3 separate regions of the Zea mays genome follow, and regions 2 and 3 are each linked to region 1. The links are chromatin contacts, called in public Hi-C maps. All regions are on one chromosome and are shown on one strand. Each heading gives the region's core, a stretch centred on a gene start, on an enhancer-like site or on the middle of the called end of the contact. The rest is flanking DNA. Distances are from core to core; before and after follow the strand shown. Region 1 holds the start of LOC100272508. Region 2 has its middle 9.8 kb from the start of LOC118472972. Region 3 has its middle 32 kb from the start of LOC100272620.

Region 1 (2,851 bases), core at 190-2,689:
CCAGTAGTTTTTGGGTAACCAAGTAAATTAAACTATGTGCCAATTTGTGTTAATTGTAGGGTGCTAGGTGGAAGCAACATATGAAGTTGACATGGAGAAGGAAAATGCAACGACAGTCCACATGAAGGTTGTGAAAAAGGAGTTAAACTCATAATCCATTCTAGTGCCAAAGTTTATAACGAAGAGACTTGTACTCCATCTATTTGTACATGTGAACGAAGATGAACTTATGTGATGTGATGACAGATGAATTAACTTTGTTGGATATTAGATGTTATTCAAATTAAACTTTGTTGGATATTAGATGATCATGTCGCGCAATTTTTAGATTTTTTAGTGATGTTTCATTGTGTTCTAAATTTTCTAAATATTTCTTATTTTATTTGATTTTTATGATCTTTGAAGTATTTTGTTTCAAAAGGGGTTTTTAGTCCCTTGGTTGCCAAACAGTGGCAAGGAAGTACACCCGAGTGGGGAAAATACTCCTAGGAAATTGATATGATATTTAAAAACCCCTTGGTGGATTACTTTCCCAGGTTTTTTATAATCTTATTGCCAAACTAGCCTAAGGGTTATTTTCTTAAAAAATTTATTTTATTTTTCCTTTGAGAAATAGAAATCTACTATAAAAATAAAGTTTCCCCGCGACTGATCGGCGGAGGAATCATAAAACCGCCCCGGCCGCCACATACGAATGCGTAGCACTCAACATTAGGGATGCAACGAGTATATACCTGTCGGGTAGTACCATTTTATACCTGTACCTATCAAAAAAATTCTACCAGTTAGGTTACCCTCACGGGTATAAAATCTTACCCATACCCATACCCGCGCGGGTAGTTTTACCCGTCGGGTAAACCTTACCCGCTAGGAAAGTTTTAAATTTCAATATATCAATCACTCAAAAATATTCAATAAACATAAAAGACAAGTTCAACTTCACATATAACAAATCATATGATTACATAACTTGATATCTAGACAAATGATAGTTAGAGAAGAGTTTTATTTTAGCTAAGATGCGCTCTATTAAATGGTTATAGTGGTATTGATGCAGATATATTTTATTATGGATAGACGGGTAGGATAGTACCAATCCGTACCCGTACCCATCTACCCAACGGGTAGAGGTTTTTATCCATTAACATACCCACAGATAAAGAGATTATCCCGTACCCGCCTTCATATCGGGTAAAACCCGTCGGGTATTCAGATTCGGGTATCCATTGCCATGTGAGCATACACATACGTTGTACTCTCGTCAGCGGGCTACATTCGAGCCCAGTACTGACGGACTTGAGTTTCAATACAGCCCGCTCAGAGCCCAGCTGGCGCCCCTCGCCGCCTCTCTGAGATCCAACCCAGCTTTCCTCCCTCGCACCCAACCCGCATCCGCATTCCTCGCCGCGCCGCCGCTCTAAACCTCAGAGCCTCAAACCGTCAGAACTCAGAAGTAAACCCCTCCTAGTCTGTCGTCTCTCTTCGCACGCCGCCACCGAGAGGACGAAGGAGCGCGCACGCGCGTGACAGAGTGGTAAGATGGGAGGCGGGCGGAAGCGCGGGCGCACGCAGCGCCGCCACTTCAAGCAGGGCCGCGAGAACGTCTGGAAGCACAACCCTCAGCGTCCTCCCGCCGGCGAAGGAGGAGAGGCGCGAGAGGACAATCCCTCGTGGCAGCCCTTCGCTACCGAGAACCCAGCCTTCGAGGAGTACTACAAGGTATTGCCGCTTGCTTCAGATCACGCCCTGTTTCCTGTTGCGATCTAATGTCCCAAGCTGACATTTGGGTGTTGCTAGCTTTCGATGCTAGTTAGATGGTGGTGGTTGCTCTTCATGTAGGCTGCCTATATGACGATTTGTTGACGTGGTAGGGGCTGATAGTGTTCATTTAAGCTACGTGTTTGTTAGCGTTAGAGTGGAGCCAGAGCTTAAGCTGTTAGAAGGTAGTCAATCCACTTCTACACTTCAGCACCTCCACTCCCGTGCAGCCAGAGACGAAGGCACAAACATGAAAATAAAGGGGAGACCTTTGTCTCTCTCTGATACCAGTTCAACTCAAAAGCTGGCTCTAAGAGTTAGTGCCAAATGTACGGGTATACTGCAATTTGTAGTATTAAGATATTTTTTTGCACTATGCTTATAGTGAGCTTCTTTAGCATGTTGTAGATTTCTTGCAGCTTTTTAGCTTTTCAGTTGGATTTATAATTTTGGAAACTTTGGATTGGGATTTTTTTGCTAATCCTTGTCAATTTGACACATGTATTTGTCTTGCAGGAGCAGCAAATTGTTTCTGAGGAAGAGTGGGATAGCTTCATGAGCATGCTCCGGAAGCCATTACCTGCCACTTTTAGGATTAATGCGAGGTAATTCCTCTCTGAATTATGAAGGTGTATTCATAAGTTTTGCTTTATTGTTTGTTAGGTTGTTTTGACTAAGTGAACGAGGAAGCACTTTGCTTAATAACCAATATTGGACACCACACTCTTGATTACTTCTGCATAGAAGTGTATGCATTGTGTTCGGTACTTTTCCGTGACTCTCACACCTCTGCTTTCAGTTGACAATCTGAAAATTTCCTAGCAGTTCTTCTGTATTCAATTGCATGTTCAGGCTGTAATATCATCTATGTACTGTTAAACTGTGATAACTATACATACTGCCTTATCTTCCTCAGTCCTGCTCTTGAAAGTTGAACCAAATTTGCCTGATCTTGCTTCATTATAAAATGAATGTTGATGTTGTATATCCTGTTCCCAAGAATATTGTTCCATTATTGGCCTGATTCAATCATATAGATAAAACCATTTTGTTCAATTAACTTTGGACTTGATCCCCATGTTGCCCTAGACAC
Region 2 (3,095 bases), core at 532-3,031, 140 kb before region 1:
CGGTTTTATACTATGCTCAGTAGTGTCCTTGCACATCATAGAGAAATATAGAAGAGAGATAGAAGGGAAAAGTGGAGAAAGAAGAATAGGTTGTTGGACGAGGAAGAAGAAGCTCAACCTACTCTTGACATCAATCCTAGATCTGCCTCTGGTCTAGGCCTAGAAATTGTTCAGGAAACACGACACATCATATATGTCATGCAACATGATAGTGATCGCCTATGGTTGTTGCTGGAGAAATCCGACAGCTAGAAGATGTACGATCACAGTAGATAGTAATTATTGCCAAAACCAAGCCATTTGTATGCATCAATTATTGGCTAAATCCAAACCACACTAGGCTACGGTAGTGACACGTCCGTTTAACTATAGATAGATGAAGCAACCAAAAAAAAAAGAGCTAGGAACAACACACAAAATATATCAATTATTGGATTCTATATCCTAGTTATGCATACATCATAACTAGCTCGTTAATAAAATGCTAGCTCAGCTTGTAGGAGGGGGAAAACAGAGGCAAGCTGGGGAAAGTGGAGCAGTTGACTAACCACAAGCTTTTCCTTCACAAAACCTACGCGTCACGCATGTCGCATGCGGCATGCTATTCGATGATTAGCAAAGCAAAGCGTCAGGCTCGAACAGCGAGCAAATCATGTTGTCCTTTTCAAACGGACAAATAGTAAGTCCAAAATGGGCCCATGGGCCAAGTGGAAACAAGGATCACAAAACTAGTCCGTCTATGCTGCAAAAGTTGCTCCCTAAACAGTAAGCACCTGACGATTATCGCTGCGTCCATTGGCCCCACTGTCAATCGTACATTGGGCCCATCTGGCCCACTGCAGAAGTTTTCCTTTCGCCGTTTCGCTTGGCAGGGACGCCTCTTCTACATCGCGCTGCTAGCTAGACGGGACGATCCGCAGGAGATGGTTACCGGGCCGAAAAATCGTGCGTCCAGCGATGGTCCATTGCTCAAGGCGTGGGCCGGAGCAGCGAAGTCCGATCTCTCTGCGTCAGCAGATGCACACGCGTTTCTTTTTTTTTTAAAAAAAAAAAGAGGCAGATCCACACGCTGATGCTGCTCCGCTACTCTCAACGTCAAAGTGAAGTACCATTGCCGTCGCTGATTGGACCATGTTGCTGCTGACCACTTCAAACTGGAGACCGGAGACGGGAGAGCAGGTGGCCTCTCGCCGTGGACGTTTTCGGCTCCTGCTCGCGCCTTGCACGGCGGCACTGACGTACTGGACAAGTCGATCAATGAATGGAACGAAGACCGCCGAAAAGTCCACAGGCCGAAGCGAAATCGGTCCGCGGGGGGTTGGTTACGGATACAGTACCAAAAAGCAAACAACCTGAGCTGAGAGCCTGAGACCGTGCCGTTCAGAAACGAGTAGGAGTAGACGTCCACGGACACGGAGAGCATATGGTTGGTTGTTGCTGTGGGGGAAAAACACGACGTAGACGTAGAAAACGAGCGCCCCCTTTGGCACGATCACAAAGTTGGGGCCTAGCAGCTTTGGTTGTATTGTGTGTATCTATCTTCCATTGCACCCCATCGTCCGTCGTCTGTCTGATTTGACTTGCTCTTGGCTGGTTTTTCTCCGTAGTGGATACAGTGCGCGTCAGCTTTGGACAAAAGTACAGCCCGGTCGCCTTCCTAATGCTTTCAGAGAATCGACCGCCCCCACCGAGCTTTGACGACCTGCGAAAGCAGTGGCTACTGGCTAGGCTAGCAGTCGGAGTTCAGCGCCAAACTAATCCATGCCGCCACCGCCCCGTGTCCTGGCACCACGCGAGTCACGAGCGTCCGGCGCATGGGGCCGAGCGGGCTAGCAGCAAGAGATGGATCCAGGGCCGGATCGTCCTCCAGCGTCTTCCGTTCCACGGAGCGCCTGAGCTCAGCTCACTGGCGCTTGCTTGTGAGTTGTGACTACGTGAGCCGTGTTATCGTCGCATTGGATATAGATGGATATTATGTGTACCATATTTATTTTTATATTTTCTCTTTGGTTTTGGATCTGACTAGGGGTTGCTATGCCGTAGTGGTTGATGTAGTACTGAGTATGTCAAAAAGCCTCTTGGTAATACGTCAGCTCTGCAGTATATAGTGACGTTGGGTACCTTTTCTGTTTTGGATATCGAGGTCACAGTCAGGCTCGGACGAGTCGGAAGTCCGCCTGAGGTCGCGATCGAGCTCGTTTTAGGATTCGAAGACGTGCGCACCATAGTTGAAGGAGTGGCCTCCTACGTGATTTGCGAGGAGCAGGTAGCCGAGGTCGGGCGAGGCGGAGCTTGTTCCGAGGCCGGAGTCTACATCGGGTGAGGCAGAGTTTGTGCCTAAGGGCCAGCCTGTACTCTTGCCATATTGTATGTCCAATCGAGGGTTGGCACACGACGTGTGGGAACAGTGGTCGCATGCGTCATCATAGTTGGTGAAGCTTGATAGGTCCGCGATCTTGTTTCTCCTGTTCACCTGCAGCCCTGCGTAGGGTTGGTATGTGCATTAAATGCTTCTGTCTCTTGTGGACTTCGGCTGAGTCTTGCCCTGGGTTTGTCTTTCTTACCCGAGACAGGCTTTGGTGAGACGGAGATTGCCGTTCTGGAGAGAAGGGACCTCGGCCGGGACGACCGGACGAGGGTTATCCCGAGAACACATCCTATTCGAGGGCAGGCTGGGGCGAGGCAGAGTTATGGTGACCCCTGAGAGGGGCCTCAGGTGAAGTGCGGCTTATGATCCATCGCCCTTGGGGAATGTGCCTTGATGGTGGTCTAGGGGTTAAGCGTGTATTAGGGGCGTAACCTTGGTACCCTTAATTACGATACCCAACAGTAGCCTATGAGCCTTCTAAGGAAGTGTTTTGACACTGGTTTGGAGACTCTTCTGTTCACCGTGCGGGTATGCTTCTTAACCCAAAGAAGTGGAAGATTTGTTTCCGATGGGTGAGCGCGAGCACACCTGTCAGGTGTAGCCTTCGAGGTCTTAATATTTCTTTTTGTAGATGTCACTGGATTCATCTGTCACCTAACCGTGGCCTAGGTGTGAAGGCAGCCCCCCGAGTTTCTATGCCGGGTTGCTGGAGTGTTGTTCTAGTGTA
Region 3 (3,040 bases), core at 171-2,670, 220 kb before region 1:
AGGACTCCGACTTTCTGATCCACTACCTAATTGCAAGCCAAACTCGACATGTTGGAGCCTTATACTCTGCATTTCTGGCTATGCATATAACCGCCGGTGTTCCTCGTGCGCTGTCAGCACTTGCTTTGGCATTTAACACAAATCTGTTCGGTGCAATCACTCATTATAGTAGTGGGCAGGCTGCAGTATACTTTGGAGGTAATTTCTTTTTTTTCCCTCTCCCTGAAAATGCTGGCTCTTCTTCAGCTCAAATTACTAACCCTGCCGATTAAAATTTTTGGTCTCCCTCTGCAATCACACATGGGATCTGGTAGTACTAAAAATAATGAAAGGGAAAAAAAAGCACTTACCACGGATAAGATCTATTATTCTAAGTGGGCAAGCGGGCCTTCTTTTGAATATATAGATAGCCCTTCGAGATTGGTATGCTTTTTAACCTGTTACTTTTGTTCTGCAGCCGGGTATAGTTGTTGGGCAAGCGGGCTTCCAGATGTGTTTCAGGCTGGGTTTTATAACAGCCCTGATCAACACGTTAATCTGGGGAGTTGTTGGAACCATTCGGTGGAAAATTTTGGAGAAAATTCCTGGTATGCCATCAGATTTTATACTCATCCCTTGTGTGCCACTGAGTGGCATATAGGTATATTTTTTGGTGTCTATGACATGTGGGGCCAGTGGCATACAAGGAATGAGTATATTTTCCAGTGGCATACAGGGAATTGGCCCAAAATTTTGGGGCTGTACTGACGGTGTCTGACTAAATCACCAAAAAATCGTTTGGCACTCGTCGAATTGCTCCTGCTCATGGTTAGGAGGGGGCAGAGTAGCTACCGTTGCTCGCTCTGGTTAGCTTTCGCTGAGGTGGTCAGCAGTCAGCACAGTGGAGTTCTCTCAGGCAATTACGCCCCTGTTGTACAGTTCCTTTTTTTCTCTCTTCGGTTCCGTGGAAGTTGTTAGCAAATTTTCTGCAGTATGTTTCTCTTCGACGCTTATACGGTCCGCTCTGTAAAAGCTGGGCAGCTGCACTGAAGGTCTGAAGCAGCATACAACCTTGCGGCTCTCAAAACATGTTTGCTCCATTTTACAGCTTCTAACAAACTACAATTCCCAACTTACAGCTTGCAACTTAGGAGGGAAGACGGTTTCACTGGACAACAATGAGAGAAAGCAAGAGCACCGAATGGGAATGTCACACACAAACGCACACGTGACGCACCCCGGCGACGATCAACATGGATGACCCCAGGCCCGGCAACAGCATTAACGCGTCACATTGCGCCGGCCGAAAGAACCGATGGATGATTCCTTGCGTTCGCAGCAAACCCTTGACACGGCGGCGAGCGACCACCTCGGCCCGGCCCGGCCCCGTACCACCACGTCGGTGCCTACACCTGCGCCTGCGCCTGCGCGTCTGCACTGTCCGAGACGGGGACGAATGGGCCTGGTCCAGCCGGTGGACCACCTGATCATAACCAACTCAAAAGGCATGGTCCCTACGCACCCGTGTTTTTCCCCCCTCCACCCTTTTTTTTTCCCACGGACGCGACGGGTGCCGTGCCGTGCCGCGACGCCACGTACGTCCGGTCCACGCCGAACCCAGCTCCCGCTGTCTGTTGCTGGCTGGTGCGACGCGACGCCGAAATATCCTGGCCTGGCCCCGACCCGACGCATCGCGTGCGTCGTGCTCGCGCACAACTCACCCCCCATCCCGCGCCCCATGCGCACTGCAGCTGTGGTGGCCGGACGCGAGGGGCGCACGGCAGGGCACGAGACGACCGCCCACGGGGGGAATCTGTTCCATGCATGCACCAGTAGGAGAAACAGAAACTGTTTCGACGTCTCTGCAAGCAGGAGCGCGATGCTGTTGACGCCGTTGGAAAGACGACGCGCGCGACACGGCAACACAACAGAACATACTCCCGTAGCTAGCGCACGTAGTAGTAGTAGGCCGCTGCAAGATTCGATCTTTCATCGTGCTGGTTGCACGCTATCGTTGTTCGCTAGTACGTATTCCTACTACATACATAATAGCTAGCCAGCGTCGCCTAGGGCGATGCAACACCTAGTAGGTGCCTAAAAGCGTAGGCGCGGACGCGCGCGTCGAGTCGACTCGACTCGGACCTTCCACTTCCAACCAACTAAAACTCTGCGCGGTTGCGGTGCGCCCCCGGCGGGCATCAAAGAGCCTCCTTCCAAACCCATGCCCGAGCCCGACGACGACAGCCACCCGAGACTCAGAAGCACGGCACATACGATCGTGACAAGTGATGGAGAGGCAGACACGAAATCTGCTTGCCGAAAAGCCTACTAGCGGTGGCAGATAATGGGAAACCTAACACCACTCTCGAAAACATCAGAAGGAAATTACAACAAAAAAAGGAGCTTTCGCTCCCGCTCCAGCGATACACGCCGTGATCTCGACCAGAGCGCCCCCCCTTGCCCCAGTTTGACAACAGCTGCCTGCTGCTGCTAGCAACTCGTGCCGGCCTGTTCGTTTCGCAACAGTGAAAGCGTGGATGGCCGGTGCAAATGCAATGCAACTCATCACCGATCGCCACAAAAAGTCCAGGCGCTTTTGGCTCCCTGCTCTTAGTGCTCTAGTGCCCCCTCCTGCAAGGCTGCAATTTGCGATTCGCGAGCAGTGACCGTGACCGTGACCGTGACCGTGAAAACGCGCGAGCTCCCCGGCCACCGCACTGCACGGAGCACACACACAACTAGCCCGCGCCTTTGCCAACAGCTCGAAACCCTTGCGGGCTTGCCGCGGCCGCGCGCGCGTTTTCACCTCTGATCTCGTGCGCGGCGCGGCCGGGTCGGACCGGAACGAAAGGGCCAAAGGGGTAGCGACGCTACGTCGCTACTCCGCCGTACGTCCGCGCCACCGCCTGCGCAGGAAGGAAGGAAGGGAACCCGGCCGTCCGTCCGGCCGGGCACTAGGGTGGTGCCTGCCTGTGGCGTTGCCGCTTCGGGTTGGCTCGTGCTCCGTGCTTGCAATTCCAGTGCCGTACTGCCGTCCATGGATGGACGGACGTCGGCAGAA

What was found. Hi-C and Micro-C count contacts between places; a contact is called where the count stands out from the background.
Region 2: a Hi-C map of leaf shows a contact between it and region 1, with 5 times the contacts expected there. The contact joins the enhancer-like site here to the promoter of LOC100272508 in region 1. A contact is called at or near these places in 4 of 25 Hi-C or Micro-C datasets (ear, leaf, tassel and 1 more).
Region 3: a Hi-C map of leaf shows a contact between it and region 1, with 5 times the contacts expected there. The contact joins the enhancer-like site here to the promoter of LOC100272508 in region 1. A contact is called at or near these places in 2 of 25 Hi-C or Micro-C datasets (both in leaf).

Annotation. Positions count from the first base shown.
Region 1 is chr7:134,904,875-134,907,725 of Zm-B73-REFERENCE-NAM-5.0, forward strand. LOC100272508 reads left to right here and starts at 1,440. Exons shown (of 15, transcript NM_001359732.1): 1 at 1,440-1,719; 2 at 2,275-2,363. The coding sequence starts at 1,540.
Region 2 is chr7:134,763,005-134,766,099 of Zm-B73-REFERENCE-NAM-5.0, forward strand. No RefSeq gene overlaps it. Among protein-coding and RNA genes, the nearest start is that of LOC118472972, 9.8 kb to the left of the region's middle. Within about 2 kb of position 1,782, at least 18 of the 20 cell types and tissues checked have an H3K27ac peak or open chromatin away from gene starts, as enhancers often do. A contact at or near this core is called in ear, leaf and tassel, where this site is marked.
Region 3 is chr7:134,687,616-134,690,655 of Zm-B73-REFERENCE-NAM-5.0, forward strand. It overlaps the pseudogene LOC103634181. Among protein-coding and RNA genes, the nearest start is that of LOC100272620, 32 kb to the right of the region's middle. Within about 2 kb of position 1,421, at least 19 of the 20 cell types and tissues checked have an H3K27ac peak or open chromatin away from gene starts, as enhancers often do. A contact at or near this core is called in leaf, where this site is marked.